2 separate regions of the Mus musculus genome follow, and region 2 is linked to region 1. A link is a contact called in public targeted proximity ligation data. All regions are on one chromosome and are shown on one strand. The core of a region is the stretch at or near the end of the contact, and the rest is flanking DNA. Distances in the headings are between cores, read along the strand shown. Region 1 overlaps Pacs1 (phosphofurin acidic cluster sorting protein 1). Region 2 holds the start of Cst6 (cystatin E/M).

The links.
Region 2: a contact with region 1 is called in a targeted proximity ligation map of the HPC-7 cell line, with 9 times the contacts expected there. A contact is called at or near these places in 17 of 39 promoter capture datasets (the 3T3-L1 cell line, the C10 cell line, the HPC-7 cell line and 11 more), 44 of 484 Hi-C or Micro-C datasets (the 63-12 cell line, B cells, the Ba/F3 cell line and 23 more), 12 of 130 datasets of targeted methods (the HPC-7 cell line, bone marrow-derived dendritic cells, embryonic fibroblasts and 6 more) and 5 of 9 other capture datasets (adipose tissue, embryonic stem cells, liver and 2 more).

What each region holds. Positions count from the first base shown.
Region 1 is chr19:5,176,104-5,181,372 of GRCm38.p6, reverse strand. The region is part of intron 1 of Pacs1 (phosphofurin acidic cluster sorting protein 1); the gene reads left to right. Among named protein-coding and RNA genes, the nearest start is that of Gm30840, 54 kb to the right of the region's middle.
Region 2 is chr19:5,347,112-5,352,380 of GRCm38.p6, reverse strand. It overlaps Cst6 (cystatin E/M), which reads left to right and starts at 2,807. Exons shown (of 3, transcript NM_028623.5): 1 at 2,807-3,286; 2 at 3,859-3,984; 3 at 4,332-5,269. The coding sequence starts at 3,047. The coding sequence ends at 4,415.

The DNA.
Region 1 (5,269 bases), core at 1,288-3,787:
CCTTGGTACATTCTAGCTAACATCTGAGGATGCACATGGAGAACTGCCTAGTTAGTAGTACAGCCATCAAGGGTTTGTTGCAGGGAACACACACACACACACATATACACAAGGTTCACTTGGCCTGTAGAAGGGGTAGCTTTATAAAGGTACTACAAACTGAATATGGTAGCAAACACCTGGACTCCCACCCAGCTCCTGGGAAGCTAAGGCTGGGAGTTGCAAATTCTAGGCCAACCTAGGATGAATCATCAAACCCTGTCTCAAATAACCCAGCTAGAATAAAGAAAGGAAACAAAAATAATAATAATTATTATTATCATCATCATCATCACTATTAGCCCAAAAGAGGTTGCAATTGGACTAGATGGACTCTTCTTGGTTCTATAACTAATTAGAAAATGGTTTCATCTAAGAAATTAGGAAAAAGTAAACAAACTCACCTTTTAAACCTCAAGTAGGGGCTGGACAGATGGCACCGACTGCTCTTCCGAAGGTCCTGAGTTCAAATCCCAGCAACCACATGGTGGCTCACAACCATCTGTAACAAGATCTGACGCCCTCTTCTGGGGTGTCTGAAGACCGCTACAGTGTACTTACATATAATAAATAAATAAATCTTAAAAAAAACAACCCTCAAGTAAAAGGGCTGGTGAGATGGTAGCTAAGCAGGTGAAGACAGTTGCCACCAAGCCTGAACACGTCAGGTCAGTCACGGTGATGACCACATAGTAGGAGAGAACAATTCTAATTCTTGCAGAACGCCTTCTGACTTAGAGTGTGCCATGGCACACTGTGCCCCCACACAAAGACGTCTTAAGAATCTAAATTGCTTAGCTTTATTTTATTTTATTTTATGTGCATAAATATTTGACCTGCATGTTTGGGCCATGGCCAGCAGAGAAACATCTGACTGAGGTAAGCAGGAAACCCGGTTCAGTGGCTCAGTAGCTGATGTTGGTTCAGACTTCTGGAGTCTGACATTATTATATTTTAGACATTTAAGTATAGTACAGTTTTGTCTCATGTGCACAGTAAAGCTTTAAGGTATGACTACGTTGAAACTTTTTTGCATAGTACATGTGACCTCTTCCATAAAGATGGGTTCTATAGCTTAAGGCCTAGGGGAGTATCAGGTGTGGTCTCACTCATACAGAAATTGTAGAGGTCACCAAACTACAAAGTACATGTGACTTCTCCCCCTAGGTTCTATTGACTGAGAAACAATGGTCAAGTTAAAGGTCTAGGGAGGAAGAGTTTGGGATAAACATAGTAGTCTGGGTAATTCAGGTGTGGCCTGGCCCCTGCAGATAGCATAGATCACCAGGATATTAACAACACTCACTGCTAGCATTCTGTGTGGAAAACAAGTATTTATCCCTTCTGTTCAAGAGACAATCCTATGTGTTTAACATTCTTCGTTTCCCTAGTGCTTATCTGAAACCACAAGAACCTTGTGCCCTCTACACATGTATGCTATGTGTACCGTGTTCAAGCCTGGTGCCTGCAGAGGTCTGAAAAGGTGTTGGATCCCCTAGAAGGAGTTATCCATGGTTGAGACCACCAAGTCAGTACTGAGAAATCAGATTCAGTTCCTGCAAGAGCCAGTACTCTTAGCCATTGAACTATCTCTCCAGCCCTAAAAAGTATTTTCAAGATTTGTTTTCTATTTAATTATGTATATGCCACTGTAAGTGCCAGGGAAGGCGAGCGGTATCATAACCTCTGGAGCTGAAGTTACAAGGGAATGTAAGCTGCCCAACATGGGTGCTGGTAAACAGACTCTGGGCCTCTGCAAGAGTAGTATGTATTCTTAACCATTGAGCCGTCTCTCTAGACCCCTTATTTTATTATTGTTTGATGGTTGGTTGGTTGGTTGGTTTGTTTGTTTGTTTTGAAATAGGGTGTCTAAGTAGCCTTGGCTGTCCTGAAACTCACTATATTGGCCACACTGGCCTTGAATTCACCTGCCTCTGCCTCTTGATTGCTAGAATTAAAGCCACCACTATACTTTGCTCATAATTTTATTTTTTAAAGCTATCTTTTACATTGCTGGGTCAATCAGAGTCCCTCAACCCGAGGGAGAAATCAGGGTCCCAGTATTCAGGTGGGCAAGGAGTCAGCAAGTTACAAACAGGCACAAACACAAGAGAGTGTTGGATCTGAATGTAATTTCTCAAAGCAAGCATCAGACTTATATTACAGAAGAAAATTAGGAAGTTAGGTGACACGTCAGCTAAGGTACACTGAGGTTACTCGATGCATAATGACTCTTTACACAAAACACAAAAATGTGTACATAAAGACTGGCAGGAACCAGGCAATGTAACAACTGGGAGTCAGCCCTATCTAAGGTCAGCCATATTCTTAGAAGCTGGGTGTGAGGTCTTTACACCCCCGGGGCAAGGGCTCTCACGCCCAAGCCATAGTTCTAATTCTAATTGATTGTGTAACCCACCACCAGCCGGCTCCTAGTAAGTAGCTAGCTGTGCTATTCTTCTGGGCTTGTGAAAGTGTGCACTCGGGAGGGCTCCACTCTTGCTAACCTTTTCATAAGTAATGCAATACTCTAGTTCCTCCTAACCACAGCCCAGGCTTCTTCCGAAACCATTGTAAATTCTTGTATATGGGAGTGACTCAGCTGTTATTCTAAGTGTTTTGTGAGGGACCTCCATTTACCAGAGGAGCCCACAAACTTTCCTCTATTAGGTAATGTAGTCTGCCATACATGACTATAATAAGAATTCTAAACTTACTTTGTTAAACTTGCCCTGAAATCTCCAACTCTATCTAGTAGATTGCAATGTGTGATTTCTTTCACTATCTCTCTTTCAACACTGGAGGCATTTCATCTGAATAAGTAATGTTTTTACAAAATTCCAAGCTCAGGGTCTGCTCAAAGACTGCCTAGGACATTGGGACACGAGTGAAAGCCAGGAAGCAATGTTCAATCTAACTTAGCTATTTGTCAAATCATTCCTTGGGGGCACCTATAATAAAACAATACTAAAGGAAAGCACACAGAACCCTTCACCAACTATTTCAAGGACAAATCTGAAATACATCTGTGTTATGGGACGCCAAAGACTCCAGGAGACCAGTTTCCATGAAACTTTTTGCCTCAGGACTGCAGCCAGCTTTTGGACTTGTCACGCAGACTCCACTGGAGTGGGTGTGGCAATTGTCCATTAAAGAATGAGTAAATAAATAACTACAAATGATACTATTGGATAAGGGTTATTTTATATTATTAGGGAGAGGGTTGACTGTAGTTCTTCCTTGATAGTGATTATTAGTAGAGCCTGACCTGCTATTGTTTTTCCCCCAGTGTCTCTGCCAGCCCCAGTATTAAATTACTTTTAGGCCTGCTAGCTTATTTTCATATTGTCTGTAAGTCTGCTTATACAAAGCTAGCTGATTAAGTAGGTCTAAAATGTGTACCTCATGTGTTAGGGGCCCCATAGTAGACCTGAAGGTGCTCGTCCAGAGGGTTTTTTTTAAATGTTTATAATTATTTATTCTTTGAGAATTTCATACATGTATACAATGTATTTTTATCTTATCTAACTCTTACCTAACTCTCCTATTCCACTCCTGCTAGGCTTCCCAACACCCCCCACCCCCCCACACACACAGACCTTATCTTCTCCCCCCTCCTTCATTATAACCATTGAGTCCAATTAGTTCCACCCATATGTGCATGACGTGTCTGGGAATTTTTGTTTTCAAGGTCTTAAAATAGCTGTGGTGTGAAACCACAGGGGAGAAAGATGTCCCCCTCCACTCTGTAGTTCTTATGTGCACCCTTTGGCTGATGCTAAGACTCTTAAGGAATGAGAGGAAATCATACTTGTTTCATTAATTTCATATGTACAGTGGAAATCTTCAGAAGACAGTGATATATAAAGAAATAACCAAAGCATGATGCTTTTTACATTTCAAAAGAGTAGTTAATCTCTGAGTGAGAAAGGACAGATGAGAATCAGGATCAGGGCAGTAAACTCTAGGTTTGCCAGGAAAGATGTACTCAGTCAAGGAGTGAAGTTAGTGTGAAATGGGGGTCACTTTAGAGCTGTCGGTGCAGGCTCATGGCAGCCCTAGGTTATCAGTCTCTGGTGATGAAGGTCAGCTCTCCCAGAACAATCCTTTGTAGTTTCATGCATAGAGGCAGAAGCAAACCGCCCCCTCGGGTGAATGCAGCTTGAGGTCGTCAGTTCCCAGTTCCTAGGTTGTGCTTCCTTAACTCCTCCTGATGGATTCAGAACCCCGTATCTTCAAACAGGAAAGGCTTTCTCCTGAGTGAGGCTTTGTTAGGCATGTGTAAGGATTCTGCTGTCATTCCTATTCCTACCATTATCCCAGCAGCTCTCTATGTGTCTAGAGAAGTTCAGGTTTTACCTTGGTCCAGAATGTGTAGAAAGATCAGAGAAAAATGGAATTGTCTCTCAATAAGCAAGCAACCTGGCTATTAAAATAATTTTAAATGTGCCACTTAAAGATAGTCGAAATTTATTGCAGTCTACAGCGGGACCTCCTTTTGAAATTTTTAACTTTCTTGATGAAGAAAACCGTCTTAAATTCAAATTACTCCAGTTTCTCGTTTTATTTGTTCAGACAGTAAGGATCTGCACAGTTGGATTCTTAGGGAGGGAAGTAAGGAGAGAGAAGAGGGGCGACTAGCAAGACAAGCAGGACCACAGAGTAGCGTTTCCTGTCTCAGCTCTTCAGTCTCTGTGAAGCTGAGATATCTGCATGCCTGTGATGCTTCCAGAACTAGGAAACAGGACAGAGATGTTCATAGTTAGCTATTACAGCACTTCTTCTGAGCTTCACTGAATTAAAGATTTCATGCATGCATGGATACAGCTCATCAGTAAGATTCATCACAAAGGGAATATTAATCAGCCCACTTATGGGACTTTAGAAAAAGCACTTTAAGCTTGGGGTGGTGCTACAAGAGGGCATAACTGGTCCTTCTGGGCACTTATATGCTGTGTCCTTCTGTGTGTGTTTAGTAAAGACATGAAAACTACTTTTTAAAACCCTTTTAGCTGGGCAGTGGTGGCGCACACCTTTAATCTCAGTACTTGGGAGGCAGAGACAGGTGGATTTCTGAGTTCGAGGACAGCCTGGTCTACAGAGTGAGTTCCAGGACAGCCAGGGCTACACAGAGAAACCCTGTCTCAAAAACAAAAACAAAAACACCCTTTTAATTTCTTTCTTGATTTATTACATTCCAATTCCTGTAGTGTTAGATTTTTCAAAACCT
Region 2 (5,269 bases), core at 1,558-4,057, 170 kb before region 1:
TCTCCATCAGTGTGTGTAGAGGCCAGAACTCAGTAAGTGCCCTTTTCACTTGCGTTCCACCTTATTTTCTGAGACGGGGTCTCTCACTGAATCAGGAGCTCATTAGCTCAGCCAGCCTGGTTGGCCAGAGCTCCTGGAACCAGCCTGTTTTCTGTGTGGGTGCGGAGGATCTGAACTGAGATCCACACGCTGTGTGGCGGGCGCTTTACTACTCAAGCCTTCGCTCAGCCCCTCCAACTGAGGGATTCCTGAGGGAGCTGTAGGAGGTACACGTGGCTGTAACTGAATCCCATGACAGGTGAGCTCAGAGCTGGGGAGGCTTCCTGGCCCCTTGGTTTTGCTTCACTCCCGAGTCCCTTGTGAGCTGTCTTGTTTCTTGTTCTACCCCCTTCCCAGGGTCCCCAACTCAGGGTTTCCAACTCAGGGACCCTGCCTGGTTTAGATCAAGATTGGTGTAGTTATCTTCTAAATTGGTGTCTATGGGCCTGCACCAAACTTGTGGTCTTAAGGTAGTAGTTCTTTGTCTTTGTTTTGGGGGGGGGGAGGGGAGGCTGAGGGGACAACAAAGTCTCATAAGACTCACTATGTATCCTTGGTCTGGGACTCACTATGAACACCAGGCTAGTCTTGAACTCACAGAGCTCTGCCTGCCTCTGCTGCCGAGTGCTGGAATCACAGGTGGGATCCCCTGGGCCTGGCAGTTTGTCTTTCATAGCTGGGCTGTTGGGTGGAGCAAGCTCGTAGCTGGATGGGGAGCGATCACACTCGGGGTCCAGAATCAGTGCGTCACGAGCCTGGCATGCTCAAAGGTCTAGAACTGGAGGAAGAATGTTCCCGGTGCCTGCCTGTAATAGTCACCACAGCGGAGCAATGGCTTCTCAAGTTCTAATCGTCTGCTAGGTGCTGAAAGCAGCCTCTTCTTTCAAGTTCCATTTAGGACCCTCAGGGAGGGCCCGTGAGATGGCCCTCAGTGGTAAAGACGCGTGCTGCCAAGGCTGAAGACCTGGGTTCAAACTTCAGAACCCCCTGGTGGAAAGAGAAAACCAGTTCTGGGAAACTGCGTGTGCACGCTATGGCACGCACACCTCTCTCACCTTCTGCGTGTGCACGCTATGGCACGCACACACACGCACCTCTCCCATGCTGAGGCATGAACATTTCTCTTAAAAAAAAGTAATAAAAAATAGATAAGTAAAGTGGGGAAAAAAAAAAGAAAAGAGGGAAAGTGGCTTTGAGCTAGTCAGAAAACATGAAATAAGATGCCCGGGGAAGGAAACTTTGCCAGGGCAGCCCACGTGCAGCTGCCATGGGGTGGCTGATCTGCTCCTACCCCACTGGATGTCCAGTGTCCTTAGGGATGAGAGTGTGGAACTGTCATTGTCAGTCAGAAGAACAGCTTTAGGAAAAAAGACTTGTCATCCTATTTCCCGTAGGACACCCAGGCCCTGAGTGACTATCCAAAGCCTCCCAGTTAGAAAGATGGCACCTGGCGTGACTCACCCCTCTTCGGAGGCAAGTCTTTCTTTTCAAACTCAGCCTGAGCTAAGAACATAGACAAGAACTTGACCTGGTAGCACAGGCTTGTAATCCCTGCCAGGAGGCTGAAGCTGGGAAGCCACAGACTCAAGGCCTGCAGTCTACAGAGCAAGGGCTTCACGGTCAGCCTGGGTGATCAACAAGTCCCTATCTAGAGATAAGGAGTAAAACGAGGGCTGCATGCCGGGCATGGTGGCGCATGCCTTTAATCCCAGCACTTGGGAGGCAGAGGCAGGCAGATCTCTGAGTACGAGGCCAGCCTGGTCTACATACAGAGTGAGTTCCAGGACAGCCAGGGATACATAGAGAAACCCTGTCTTGAAAACAAAACAAACAAACAAACAAACAAACAAAAAAAACGAGGGCTGCAGGTGAAGTGTTTGCCCAGCATGCATAAGACCCTAGGTTCAAGCCCAGCAAAATGAAATGAGGCTAGGGATATTAGTTGGTAGAGTGCTTGTCTCTAGCACACATGAAGCCCTGCATTCTGTTCTCAGCACCAAATAAAATATGATGGTAATGCTAGCACTTGGAAGGGAGAAGCAGGGAGATCAGGAGTTCAAAGTCATCCTGAGCTATGAAATTCAAGGTCAGCCAGGGACACACAAGATCTTATTTTATAGCACACACACACACACACACACACACGACTTAGGCTCTTCAGTATACTTACTTACTAGGGACCAGTTGAAATCGTTGCACATATTACTTCTCCCTTCTGTGCCATGGCGTCCCACCTCTGCAAAGTGAAAGGGTCAGCCAACCGGGTCCACCATGGCTGTGAGGGACAGTAGTGCCGGCTTGAGTAGTAAGGACTCCTACCCACCCACCGTTTGTTTGCATGGCACCCGGCCTCTCTTAGGCTCTTTACCTGTGTCAGTTCATCGATCCTTATAGCATTTATTTTTCAGAAGAAGAAATGCAGGCTGGGAGTTATAATTTCTCTAAAAATGGCACGATAAGAAAATGGTGGCAATGCCGGATGATAGTGGTGCACACCTTTAATCCCAGCACTCGGGAGGCAGAGGCAGGTGATTTCTGAGTTCGAGACCAGTCTGGTCTACAAAGTGAGTTCCAGGACAGCCAGAGCTACACAGAGAAACCCTGTCTCGAAACAAACAAACAAACAAGAAAGAAAGAGAGAGAGAAAGAAAGAAAGAAAGAAAGAAAGAAAGAAAGAGAAAAGGAAATGATAAAATGATAGCAGTAAGAATGTAACCATATAATTGCTTTTGGCAACTCAAACGTCAGGGCCCTGGTATGAACTGTTCTCTCCCTCCTGGGAGATAGGAATGATAGGCCAGCATCTCTACACGTAGAGGTTCTGGGACCTGTGTGCCATCTCTGGTTCTTACACTGCGTAGGTAGGGGAGGTGCACCCGCCTCCAGGCACCTGCAAGCTGGTCCAGGCTTGCTAAGGAAACAAGCAGGCGTTGGGCGGGGCCGGGAGGGGCCCGCGAAGGCTGTAAAAGCCGCGCAGGATGGAAGTCCAGACACTGAATCCGCGGCTATGGAGCGTCCTCACTTCCCGCTGGCGATGGGCCTTGGCCTGCTCGCATTCTGCCTCCTGACCCTGTCACCTGACGCCCGCGCCGAGCTGCGGAGCCGCAGGACCGGAGAACGCCAGAACTTGTCACCCACCGACCCGCGGGTGCAAAAGGCCGCACAGGCAGCTGTGGCCAGCTACAATATGGGCAGCGACAGCCTCTACTACTTCCGAGACACCAAAGTCATCGATGCAAAATATCAGGTGCGGTGGCTGGGACAGAGGTTGTGGGACAGGTTATGGAACAGAGTGGCTGTGGAGAGGGACAATTTGGAGAGGGACAGGGACAGGGGGACCGAGGACAGGTGACAGGAGACAGGAGATAAACAGAGAGCTGCTTAGCTTGCTACCAAACACAAGGGGGCACTAAAACCAACCATAACCCCCAGACCTTTCTATGAAATACTTCAAAACAAAACAGATTAGTAAAGTCCTCTGGAAGCAGCGCTATCTAACTATCAAAGAAATGCAGGATGCAGCCTCCTTTGGCATAACTAACCTCACTTCCCCAACCTGCCAGGTGGAGTGGAAGGGCCCAGTGTAGGTGCCACATACCATTCACCTTTACAGTCTAGCCGCAGACAGGAGCTCTCCAGCTTCTTGCCCAGCCTAGGGCTCTGCTCACACACAGAAGTTCCTGCCTCCACTCCAGGTCTGAATATGTAGGTCAGAGGGTTGCATTTGCCTGGGAGAGTGGAGACTCTTAGAGGGAGGGAAAGCATAGACACACAGGTTGGACTCCCAGGCATCTCTCACCTGCCCTGTTTGGTTCCCAGCTGGTGGCTGGCATCAAGTACTACCTGACTTTGGACATAGAAAGCACAGAGTGCCGAAAGACCAGAGTCTCTGGAGAACACATGGACCTCACCACCTGCCCTCTGGCTGCAGGGGGGCAGCAGGAGGTAACAGCACCGACCCCATCCCAACCCCATGCAGGGTCTGAGGCCCTTAGCTTGTCTATCCTGACCAGTCTATCTGGTCAGGCAGAAGCCTGGCTCCACCTGTTCGCTTTGGCTCTTGTATGACTCAGGCCAGGGTGGAGTGCAGAAGAGAGACTGGGGATTCCTCGTGGGGTAGGAGTTGCCTGAGATAAACCTGGGAGCATCTCCTGCCTTCTGATTCCATGTTTTGGGACCACTCATGGTCTGTCCCCGGCTCCAGAGAGACGTGGCCGTCAGGGGGGCTGACTTCTGGGAGGAGGAGGTTGCTGCCAACCTCACCCTCCTTGTCCTCTGTGCTTCCCTCTCAGAAACTGCGTTGCAACTTTGAGCTCCTTGAAGTCCCCTGGAAGAACACTACTCAGCTTCTAAAGCATGACTGCGTGCAGGTGTGACCGGCCCCAGGGTGACAGAGTCAGGGCCCCATGGGAACAAGCATGGTGGAGGCGCCTCAGGGCCACGGGCCACGTCTGTTGCAATAAATCTGCAGCTCTGCTTCTTGCACTGCTTTCTCCTGTGTGTTTCACTCACCCTGACCCTCACTCTGCTCCCAGTGACTCTCAGAACCCCACAGCTGACTGGGCACCATGTCCTTACCCTCCAGGGGAGCCCCTACTGATCCCTCTGAGGCAGTACTGAGGGTAGGGTCCTCAGAGGAAGCCCCTCTTCCAGACATTTTCAGTGGTCTCAGAGGAGGAAAGAAAGACACAGAAGATGGATACCGGAGACTAGCTACAGTAGGGATGTCTGTGTGAGCCAGTCCAGCCTCTCTCCCAGGGTTCATGCTGGGACTCCGAGGAGGAGGGTGTCAAAACCTGGGGTCAGGAGGGTCGCAAAGCCTGATGGCTCAGACCAGTGAGTTTTTTAGTGACACAGCTCTTGTTATTGCCCTCAAATGGTGAAGCAGCAAAGAGCACCAGCCAGCGGCTTACAGGGCCCTCATGAGACCTTGCTTGCTTTTAGCAAGGTACATTCTGCGACAGCAGCAAAGCCTTTCATATCTCGGTAGCTGGAATGTTTTTCTTTTTTTCTGAGGAAGGGTTTCTCTGCATAGCCCTAGCTGTCTTAGCACTCACTCTGTAGACCAGGCTGGCCTCAAACTGAGAGGTCCACCTGCCTCCGCCTCCCAAGTGCTGGGATCACAGGCACGCACCATTCCAACTCAGCATGTCTGGAACATTTGACCACATATATATTGGGGGAATGTCAAGTTCTCAGACTACAGCCCTCTAAGGCCCCGACACCAGGC